2 separate regions of the Mus musculus genome follow, and region 2 is linked to region 1. Evidence: chromatin contacts called from public Hi-C data. All regions are on one chromosome and are shown on one strand. Each heading gives the region's core, a stretch centred on a gene start, on an enhancer-like site or on the middle of the called end of the contact. The rest is flanking DNA. Distances are from core to core; before and after follow the strand shown. Region 1 holds the start of Mars1 (methionine-tRNA synthetase 1). Region 2 holds the start of Myl6 (myosin, light polypeptide 6, alkali, smooth muscle and non-muscle).

What was found. Hi-C and Micro-C count contacts between places; a contact is called where the count stands out from the background.
Region 2: a Hi-C map of B cells shows a contact between it and region 1, with 8 read pairs. The contact joins the promoter of Myl6 here to the promoter of Mars1 in region 1. A contact is called at or near these places in 10 of 39 promoter capture datasets (the C10 cell line, the HPC-7 cell line, HPC-7-derived erythroid cells and 5 more), 1 of 484 Hi-C or Micro-C datasets (B cells), 2 of 115 datasets of contacts at active chromatin or transcription factors (Th17 cells and kidney) and 1 of 9 other capture datasets (adipose tissue).

Annotation. Positions count from the first base shown.
Region 1 is chr10:127,308,893-127,313,395 of GRCm38.p6, reverse strand. Mars1 (methionine-tRNA synthetase 1) reads left to right here and starts at 1,610. Exons shown (of 21, transcript NM_001003913.2): 1 at 1,610-1,875; 2 at 2,862-2,952; 3 at 3,098-3,176; 4 at 3,258-3,392; 5 at 4,413-4,488. The coding sequence starts at 1,767. It also overlaps the pseudogene Gm6283.
Region 2 is chr10:128,492,223-128,497,059 of GRCm38.p6, reverse strand. Myl6 (myosin, light polypeptide 6, alkali, smooth muscle and non-muscle) reads left to right here and starts at 3,174. Exons shown (of 7, transcript NM_001317218.1): 1 at 3,174-3,251; 2 at 3,494-3,521; 3 at 4,315-4,458; 4 at 4,658-4,831. The coding sequence starts at 3,249. It overlaps Myl6b (myosin, light polypeptide 6B), which reads left to right. Exons shown (of 7, transcript NM_172259.1): 3 at 419-446; 4 at 664-807; 5 at 1,833-2,006; 6 at 2,393-2,470; 7 at 2,577-2,903. The coding sequence ends at 2,605.

The sequences.
Region 1 (4,503 bases), core at 361-2,860:
TTAGTGGGATCTCTTCCCAGAAGATAGTGATGGGCTTCCCGTTGATGACAAGCTTCCCTTTCTCAGCCTTGACCATGCCATTGAACTTGCTATGAGTAGAGTCATACTGGAATATGTAGACCATGTAGTTGAGGTCCATAAATGGGTTGTTGATGGCAATCTCCACTTTGCCAACTGCAGAGCAGAAGGCAGCCCTGGTAACCAGGCACCCATTACGGCCAAATCCATTCACACCGACCTTCACCATCCTGTCTACAGGACGAGGCTGGCACTGTATGAGAAGAGCCTCATACTTTTTTTTTTTAAAGATAAGATATCCCTTTGCATGTGTTTATTTGGCTTTGTTGCGAAATCTCTCACTTCCCCCTCAATTTGACCTTTTGTAGCATAACTCTCATCTCCCTTTGCTGTGATTGTCTAGCTATATGTAAATGGAAGACTAGTGCATTTTCACTTTTATGTCAGGGCTTGCTTGGTTTATTTTTGTTTTTTTTTAATGTGTATCAAGGTCTTGCCTGCAAGTTGAGTGTACTATTTTTGGGCAGGTCTATGGAGGCCAGAAGAGGCACTAGTGTTACAGAAGGTTGTGATCTGCCTGTCATGTGTGTGCTTGGATGAGCATCAAGTGCTCCCGAACCAGAGTTATCTCTAAACCCCTTATTTTTAATTAAGAACAAAATAAAACAAAACAAAAACCACACACTTTTTTTTTTTGAGACTAGGTTTATAAAGACCAGGATAGCTTTGAACTCAAAGAGATCCAACTGCCTTCGCCTTCTGAGTCCTGGAATTAAGGGAGTGTCCCACCACACCCAACTCCTTTTTCTTTTATTTGTAAGGGGTTTCGAGTGCAGGGAGGTCTCTGCACCACATGCATGCAGTAATCATGAAGACCAGAAGAGGGCGCATGATTCCCCTAGGACTCAAGTTACAGACAACTGTCAACCATGCAAATGGGTCAAAGGAGAGTCCAGGAAAAGGACAGCCTGGCCTGTGTTCTCCGCTGAGCCATCTTTCCAGGCTTCCTCACTGATTTACTGACAGATCCCTAGTAGCTTAGGCTGGCTTGCAATAGAGGATAACGTCGAATTTATGATAATTTTATCACCACCTCTTCAACGCTGGGATTACAGGAGTGGACACACCACCACACAGTGTTGTGTACCGGGGGTGAACCCAGCGGTTTGCACATGCTAAGCAAACGCTTACTAACTAAACTACATTCCCAATTCCTAAGTAATAAAGGTTCGCGAGCCACATCCTTTGTGGCTGATGGACAGCCACATTAATTTCCACGTTGACACTAAAGTTTGCTCACAGTTCCCCAACTGATTTTTAATCTTGTAGCTAAATGCATCGCCACGCTCTCGGACTACCCGCACACAAACCAATTAAAAACTCCGATCCTTAACAACTTGAATCGGCGCGTGCGATACCACTTCAACGACCAGTAAGGAATCAGAAAATGCCACCCATCGCGTCGTCTCCATCGGATCGCTTTACAGCGGCCGACTTCAACAGTTCAAAGGACCCTCTCGGAGCCGGCCGACCCAGAGTGCCACGCTAGCCCGCACCGTCAACTTCCGGGTCTCGTTGGTAACCATTTCCTGTTTCGTAATGGTGCGTGATGGGATGAGTAGTCGGCTTTCCTGGAGCCTACCGCGAGCGTCCGGCCGACACAGAACTCCATTTCCCGACGTGCCTTGCAGCTTAACCCAGGAGCGGGAGGCCGGTTCCGATTGCATCAGCGTGGGCTCCGAGGCACGATGAGACTGTTCGTGAGCGAGGGTTCCCCGGGGAGCCTGCCCGTGCTGGCTGCGGCCGCGAGGGCCCGGGGTCGGGCGGAGCTGCTCATCAGCACCGTAGGCCCCGAAGGTACTGGAGTGGCTGCCGGTGGGCGGCGGGTGAGGGGTGTTCATCTCACAGTTGTTTGCCAGGCTCCAGTGCCCGTTCCCCAATCGACTCAACGTTAACTTTAGTCACGCCAACCTTTGTTTCCGTAACCCTTCTGAAGTTAGTTCCCTTAGTTACCCTCACTGTACTCTTCAAACCTCGTTTTAAGTCTCCCCTCTGGTTAGTTTTCCAGGACCCACCTATCATGGCAACTCCCTCTCAGCCCGGTCACTCTCGCGATCACCTCCAACCTCCCGTGTCGTTTTGGGGAAGCCCCTTTCTCCTTCCAGGACCTCAGTACAGACATGTGCACACTCAGTCCTTGAAGTTTATTGCGTATTCCCAGACAACTTTTTTGGGTGACTTTCTAAGAGTTGTCTGGTCAGATCCTCCCTGACAGCTTGACTGCAGCACTATTCTATACCTCTCTGTAGACTCTACCTCTTGTTTGCAGTTGGCAGTCTCAACTGAACACTAGCTGGCCCCTCTAGCATATTCCACCACCACCCCTCCCCGGTTAGTGTTCTTACCTTCGAAACTGTAGATTGAAAACCCAGGCCTCCAGCACACAATGTGACGTCAAATCATTTCTTTTAAGATTTACTTATTTATTTAATGTATATATGAGTACACCGTAGCTGTACTGATGGTTGTGAGCCATCATGTGGTTGCTGGGAATTTGAATTCAGGACTTCTGCTGGCTCCTGTCAACCCCGCTTGCTCTGGTCAACCCCGCTTGCTCAGGCTGCGCCCCGCCTTATATCTAAGTACACTGCAGCTATCTTCAGATTTACTGGAGGAGGGTGTCAGATCTCATTACGGGTGGTTGTGAGCCACCATGTGGTTGCTGGAAATTGAACTCAGGACCTTCGGAAGGGCAGTCAGTGCTCTTTAACAGCCGAGCCATCTCTCCAGCCTCCTCATTTATTTTCTTACCCCTGATTTTCACCCATTTTCCTCTGTCTCAGAGTGTGTGGTACCATTCCTTACCCGGCCTAAGGTCCCTGTCTTGCAGCTGGATAGTGGCAACTACCTCTTCTCTGCTAGTGCAATCTGCCGGTCAGTATTGGTTCTTGGTGTGGGGAGGTGCCCAAATCAGGGTGAATCACTAATCTTTCTGTGACCTTATTTGCAAATACTGTTCTACTGTGGGTTCATCCATGAACTAGACAGATGCTTCAACTTACTTTCTCTCCCTGGGCAGATATTTTTTTCTGTTATGTGGCTGGGAACAAGATGATCTCACCAACCAGTGGCTGGAATGGGAGGCAACAGAACTGCAGGTGAATCCGTGTATCAGGGAGGTGAGGGCAGCCTGTCCTTCCTCTGTATGAACATCCTGACCCATTTCCCCTGCATTTTAGCCAGTTCTGTCTGCTGCCCTACACTGTCTAGTGGTTCAAGGCAAGAAAGGGGAAGATATACTTGGCCCACTTCGGAGAGTCCTGACTCACATTGATCACAGCTTGAGTCGTCAAAACTGTCCTTTCCTGGCTGGGGTGAGTTGACTTGAAGTGGGGTCTGGAAGGCTTATGATACAGGACTTTGTGGGGAAAGTGTATTCAGACCCCAACAACTAATTATTAGCGTGGTAACCTTGACACATTACTTAAACCCACTAATTCTTCATTTTTGTTATCGTTTTTGTTTTTATTTTTGGGTTTTTCGAGACAGGGTTTCTCTGTGTAGCCCTGGCTGTCCTGGAACTCACTCTGTAGATCAGGCTGGACCAAAACTCAAGAAGCATGCCAGGTGTTGGGATCAAAGGCCTGTGCCACAACTAGTCCTTGATTTTATTTTATTTTATTTTATTTTGTGAAATGGAAGTGATAGTTCCTGCCATAGTTAGAGCTATCTTAAGGATTATGTTAGAAAGCACACATTGACTCACTTAGTACTTGGCACATAGAAAGCAAAAACTCTGCATGGTGGCACACATTTGTAATCCCGACTTTTGGGAGGTAGAAACAAAAGGATCAGAAGTTCAAAGCCGTCCTTGGATGCACAGGGGCTCAGGCCAGCTGGACAGGGGCTCAGGCCAGCTGGACAGGGGCTCAGGCCAGCTGGACAGGGGCTCAGGCCAGCTAGACAAGGGTTCAGGACAGCTGGACAGGGGATCAGGCCAGCTGGACAGGGGCTCAGGCCAGCTAGACAGGGGCTCAGGACAGTTGGACAGGGGCTCAGGCCAGCTGGACAGGGGCTCAGGACAGCTGGACAGGGGCTCAGGACAGCTGGACAGGGGCTCAGGACAGCTGGACAGGGGCTCAGGACAGGACAGCTGGAGCTATGTGACACCTTATTTAAACAAACAAACAGAGGTATAGTAACATACGAGCTTAATGAAAAGGTGGGTATGGTGGCACATGCATTGAATCCGAGGATTCTGGAGGCAGAGGCAGGCAGATCTCTGCAAGTAAGGTCAGACTGGCAAGGACAGCCGGGGCAGTAGCAAAGGTTAGCTATCACTATTGGGACATAGATGAATGCTTCACCTGTGCACTTCTCTCTTCTCCAACTAGGACACAGAATCTCTAGCTGACATTGTTTTGTGGGGAGCACTGTATCCTTTACTGCAAGACCCAGCTTACCTCCCTGGTGAGAATTGTACAT
Region 2 (4,837 bases), core at 1,925-4,424, 1.2 Mb before region 1:
AAGTGAAGGGAGAGGGGTGCTGTCTGCCTCTGGCTCTTCTGTTCAACTCAGAAGGCTACATCTCTGAACCCCAGGAGGGGAGACTGAAGAGGGCAGGCTTGTTAGACAATCACAGCTGGGGGCAGGGGTAAATTTAGCCTTTGTTCAGCCCCCAGTTATGTGAGGGATGCAGGACTCGGGGTAGCAGGAGGGAAGGGAACAGGTGGCATGGGATTAACCCTGTTCCCAAGAAACCCTCCCCCTGTAATTCCTCTTGGGATTCTCCCAAGGCCCAGAGCTGGGGACAGGACTGAAGTGGCCCGGCTCCCCGCCTTCATCCCTTTGGGTCCCTCCCCAGAAGTGGCTGCCAGTTGGTTGTGATAGAGAGGGACTGAATAAGCCCTGTCATCTCCTCACCTGCCCTTTTTGTCCCCTACAGATCGAGTTTAACAAGGACCAGCTGGAGGGTGAGGAGAAGCCCATTTCCTAAGCCCCATTGTCAAACCCCAAACTCCTGGTCAGATTCTCTGTTCTAACGACAGTCCTGACCTTGAAACCTCCCACACTTGTCCTGTTCTCCTCCCTCCCATGCCTGGCTCTAGCACATGAATTTCTGAAGCAAACCTCCCTCTCTCTGTTGGTGATGGGGATCCTTGGTCACACTGCCTTCTCCTTACATCTCAGAATTCAGAGAGGCCTTTGAGCTGTTTGACCGAGTAGGTGATGGCAAGATCCTGTACAGCCAGTGTGGGGACCTGATGAGGGCCCTGGGCCAGAACCCTACCAACGCCGAGGTGCTCAAGGTCCTGGGGAACCCCAAAAACGAGGGTGAGAGGAGCCTTGAGTTTTGTGGGGGTTTCTGTTTTCTTCTTGGTGTTGAACGTTGAATACAGGGTTCTGCCTGGGCCATTGAGCTACATTTCTAGCCAGCAACTTTCTCTTCTTCCTCTTTTTCTTCTCTCTCTCTCTCTCTTTCTTTCAAGATAGGATTTCAGTATCCCAGCCAAGAATGACCTTACATTCTGATTCTCCTATCTCCACCTCTTGCTACTGCCCACTAGAGTGGTGGGATTACTCCAGTTTATGTAGTGCTGGGTTGAATCCAGGGCCTCAGGCAAGCCAGGCAAGCCCTTATTACAGAGGTACTGTTTTTTTTTACTTTTTGAGACAGGTGCTCACCAAATTACTCAGGTTGGCCAGGGACCTACAGTTCTATCCCAGCAGCCCCAATCCCCAGTTTTCTTTTTCTTTTTAAATTTTAATTATTATTATTGTTGTTTAGATAGTGTTGTTACTACCACCACTACTACTACTATTACTACTACATAGGGTGTCTCTATATAGCCCTGCTTAGCCTGGAACTCATTGTATAGACCAGGTTGGCCTCAGACTCAAGAGGGACTTCCCCTGCCTCTGAATGCTGGGACTGAAGGTGTGTGGGCTTAGTGGTTCTCTCTTTCTGTTTTGAGTGTGTCCAGCCACTGGGCTACATCCCTGCCTTTCCTTTTTTTTTTTTTTTCCTTTCTGTTGAGACAGTCTTAAGTTGTTCTGGCTGGCTTTGAACTTGCCTGGTAGCTGTAGTTACAAAACTGCACCACCAGGCCTGGCAACAGTTTCAATTTTCAATGACAGAATATTGGTAAGGTGACAGAGGACGCTAGGATGGACCTCAGGACTCAAAAAACGTCAAACACAGGGAAGAGAAACATCCTGAATGCTGAAAGGGATGAAAGTCACAATAGTAGGGTTGGATGGCACTGGATCCCACACCTCAGTTGATCTCTCTCATCTCTATCTAATTGCACTGGATCCCACACCTCAGTTGATCTCTCTCATCTCTATCTAATTGCCAGAGCTGAAGTCCCGACGTGTAGACTTTGAGACGTTCCTGCCCATGCTGCAGGCAGTGGCCAAGAACCGGGACCAAGGCACATATGAGGACTACCTAGAGGGGCTTCGTGTGTTTGACAAAGAGGGCAACGGCAAGGTCATGGGTGCAGAGCTCAGACATGTTCTTACCACTCTCGGTGAGGCAGGGCCCAGAGCTGTGGGGTGGAGAAGTGGGGGGTCCTGGAAGAGCTAAGTAGAGCCTAGAATGGGTTTATGGTCCTGCAGTTATGGGCAGGAGACTCAAGAGGGCCAGCATTGTGGAGACAGATCACCTAGAGGCTAAAGTGTCCAGCTATGAGCCAAGGGCAGGGAATGCAATGTCCCCCTTTGCAAGCCACAATTGTGTTGATTCCATGCAAGTCTCAACCCCGGCAGCTTGTTTCGCTGTCAAGTCAAAGCTTTCACCTGCTCCAAGGCACCGTTGATATGAAAAAGGGCAAGGGTGGGAGGATGAACCACCCTGAGAATGTCTTGGGCTGGTGAGGCAGGGAAGGCGGGGGACTCTAACTGTTTTTGGGTTCAGGAGAGAAGATGACTGAGGAAGAGGTAGAGACTGTTCTGGCAGGCCACGAGGACAGCAACGGCTGCATCAACTATGAGGGTGAGGGGGCAGGATGGCCAGGGAGTAAGGAGACTTGAGGGGGGTGGGAGTACCCTCAGTTACCCGAAGGTCAGTTTCTCAAGTCCTCTCGTCTCCTTTCGTGCAGCCTTCCTGAAGCATATCCTAAGCCTCTGAGCTCCGCAGGTGGCCCTCCAGCCAGCCCCTGGTATCCGCTTGAGAGGCAAGGGTCCTCGATCCACCAGATAGAAGCGCAGGCAGTGCGTCTCCGCGCCCGTCCGTAGCGCAGCCGCCAGGGCTGGACTATTTCCTTCCCCACCCCCCACCCCCTCCCACCCCCACCCCACCCCAGCCCCGACTCCCACCCCACGTAGAACCTGCAGCGACGGAAACTTGCCCCACCTCCTGTGCGGCCAGAAGCGCGTTCCTGCCACTAGGGGGCACTTACAGTTTTGAAATAAAAACATGGTTCCTGCTTCGGTTTCCGACAGTTTTCTTTTGAGAAAGAGGAAGGACGGGAGCGGGTAGTCCTCTCTTCTGCAAAAGCCCAAATCCTCTGCTCTTGGTGCAGCTCGGAAGAAAGGTTTCCGAGAGTCCCAACCCAGGCCCCCCTGCTAGATTCCTGAGCCGAGGTAGGGCGCCCCCCCCCCACCTCATTAATAATGTAGTGATGTCATCTGCATGAGCCCAGACTAGCGTGCCTATTGGATGAAACGGCGGAGGGTGACGTCATGCGCCATGGGACGTACTAAGGCTGGGGTTGGGTAGGGCGTCGGAGCCATTACTGCCGGAAAAGGTCCAGCAGAGCTCAGCAGCCAAGATGGTGGGCCCTGGGAATCGGGAGATCAGGGGGATTTGGGGCAAGGAGAGGACCGCGGGTGGGAGTAGAGAAAGCAGTGGACGTGGGCACGCCCAGGTTTTGGAAGGTTGGCTGTGGGATTGGAATGTCTAGGGCTTTGCCCTGGGAAGCGAATCCTCGGCTTCAAACAGGAGTTTGTAAAGCCGGGATAGAAGCTTGCGGGGTTGGACCTCAGGTAACTGACCAATCCCTTCTTCTCCGAGCAGTGTGACTTCACCGAGGACCAGACCGCAGGTAGGCAGTCTCTGACCCGCAGCTCAGGTCATCCTTACCGAGAGGGACCCCCTTCCTTTAGCATCTATCTTCTGATCCCAACCTGTCACCTCCAGCGCTCCCAGGAGAGTGCCCCGTGGATTTCCTTCTGCTCTAGATCCTCCATTTTCTTTTCTCATTCTTTCTTCCTTCCCCTTCCACTCCAGATCTGAGCCCCAAGCGCTGGGTGAGTTTTAGGTGGTGTGGGTGTGTGAAACAATTTGACTAGTGCCTGTTATGTGTCGGGTCTATTACGCTTGTGGTTTGCTGCTTCTTTTTTTGCCTCTCCTCTGATAACTGTCCCCTCCTTAAGCTTGGATTCTGAGTACTGTAGAGGGCAGTGCCTTGATATTTTGTTAAGATGGGCACTGGAGAGTTTGCTAAGGATGTGGCTTCACCTCTTGGAAGGTCTCCCGGAGGGGAAGGGTGGGAGTGGGAGGCTAGAGTCCAGGCTCTTACTTCCTTATATGGGCAGGACCTAGCCTGGGCGGTGGCAGATTCCTGCGGAGTTGTATAGTAGTGGTGGAGAGCCTAGCCTGCCGCAGCTCAGGGGGTGTGTAAACAGATGGCTACCACCTTAAGGTAAGGGAAAGAAGGTTGCCTGTCTTTATGTGGGGCATTTGAGTTGATAGAAATAGATCCCTAGGAGTAGTCTTGTGTATAGAGGAGGACAAGATATCTGGTTTCTGCAGCATGACTTAAGTTGAATTGGCAGCAGAGCTGTGCAGCAAGCACGGGGCTAATCCCTGGTGCTGCCGTTCTTCTGAATCCTCAGAATTCAAGGAGGCTTTCCAGCTGTTTGACCGAACAGGTGATGGCAAGATCCTGTACAGCCAGTGTGGGGATGTGATGCGGGCCCTGGGCCAGAACCCTACCAACGCCGAGGTGCTCAAGGTCCTAGGGAACCCCAAGAGTGATGGTGAGCATTTCAAGAATGTAGTGGGTTCATGGTTGTTCAGCTAAAGTCATCCCTTTATCTGCATAGGTGCCAAACTTGAGCAAGTTTTGTCTCATCCAGTTCTGATTCCCTCTTCTGGCCGTCCTTGTGTTCCCTACCGTCATGTCCTGAGAACATGTGTGACTTCTCTTGTCTGACACCTCCACCTCCCACATGACAGAGATGAATGTGAAGGTGCTGGACTTTGAGCACTTCCTGCCCATGCTGCAGACCGTGGCCAAGAACAAGGACCAGGGAACCTACGAGGATTATGTTGAAGGCCTTCGTGTGTTTGACAAGGAAGGAAATGGCACCGTCATGGGTGCTGAAATCCGTCATGTCCTAGTCACACTGGGTAAGG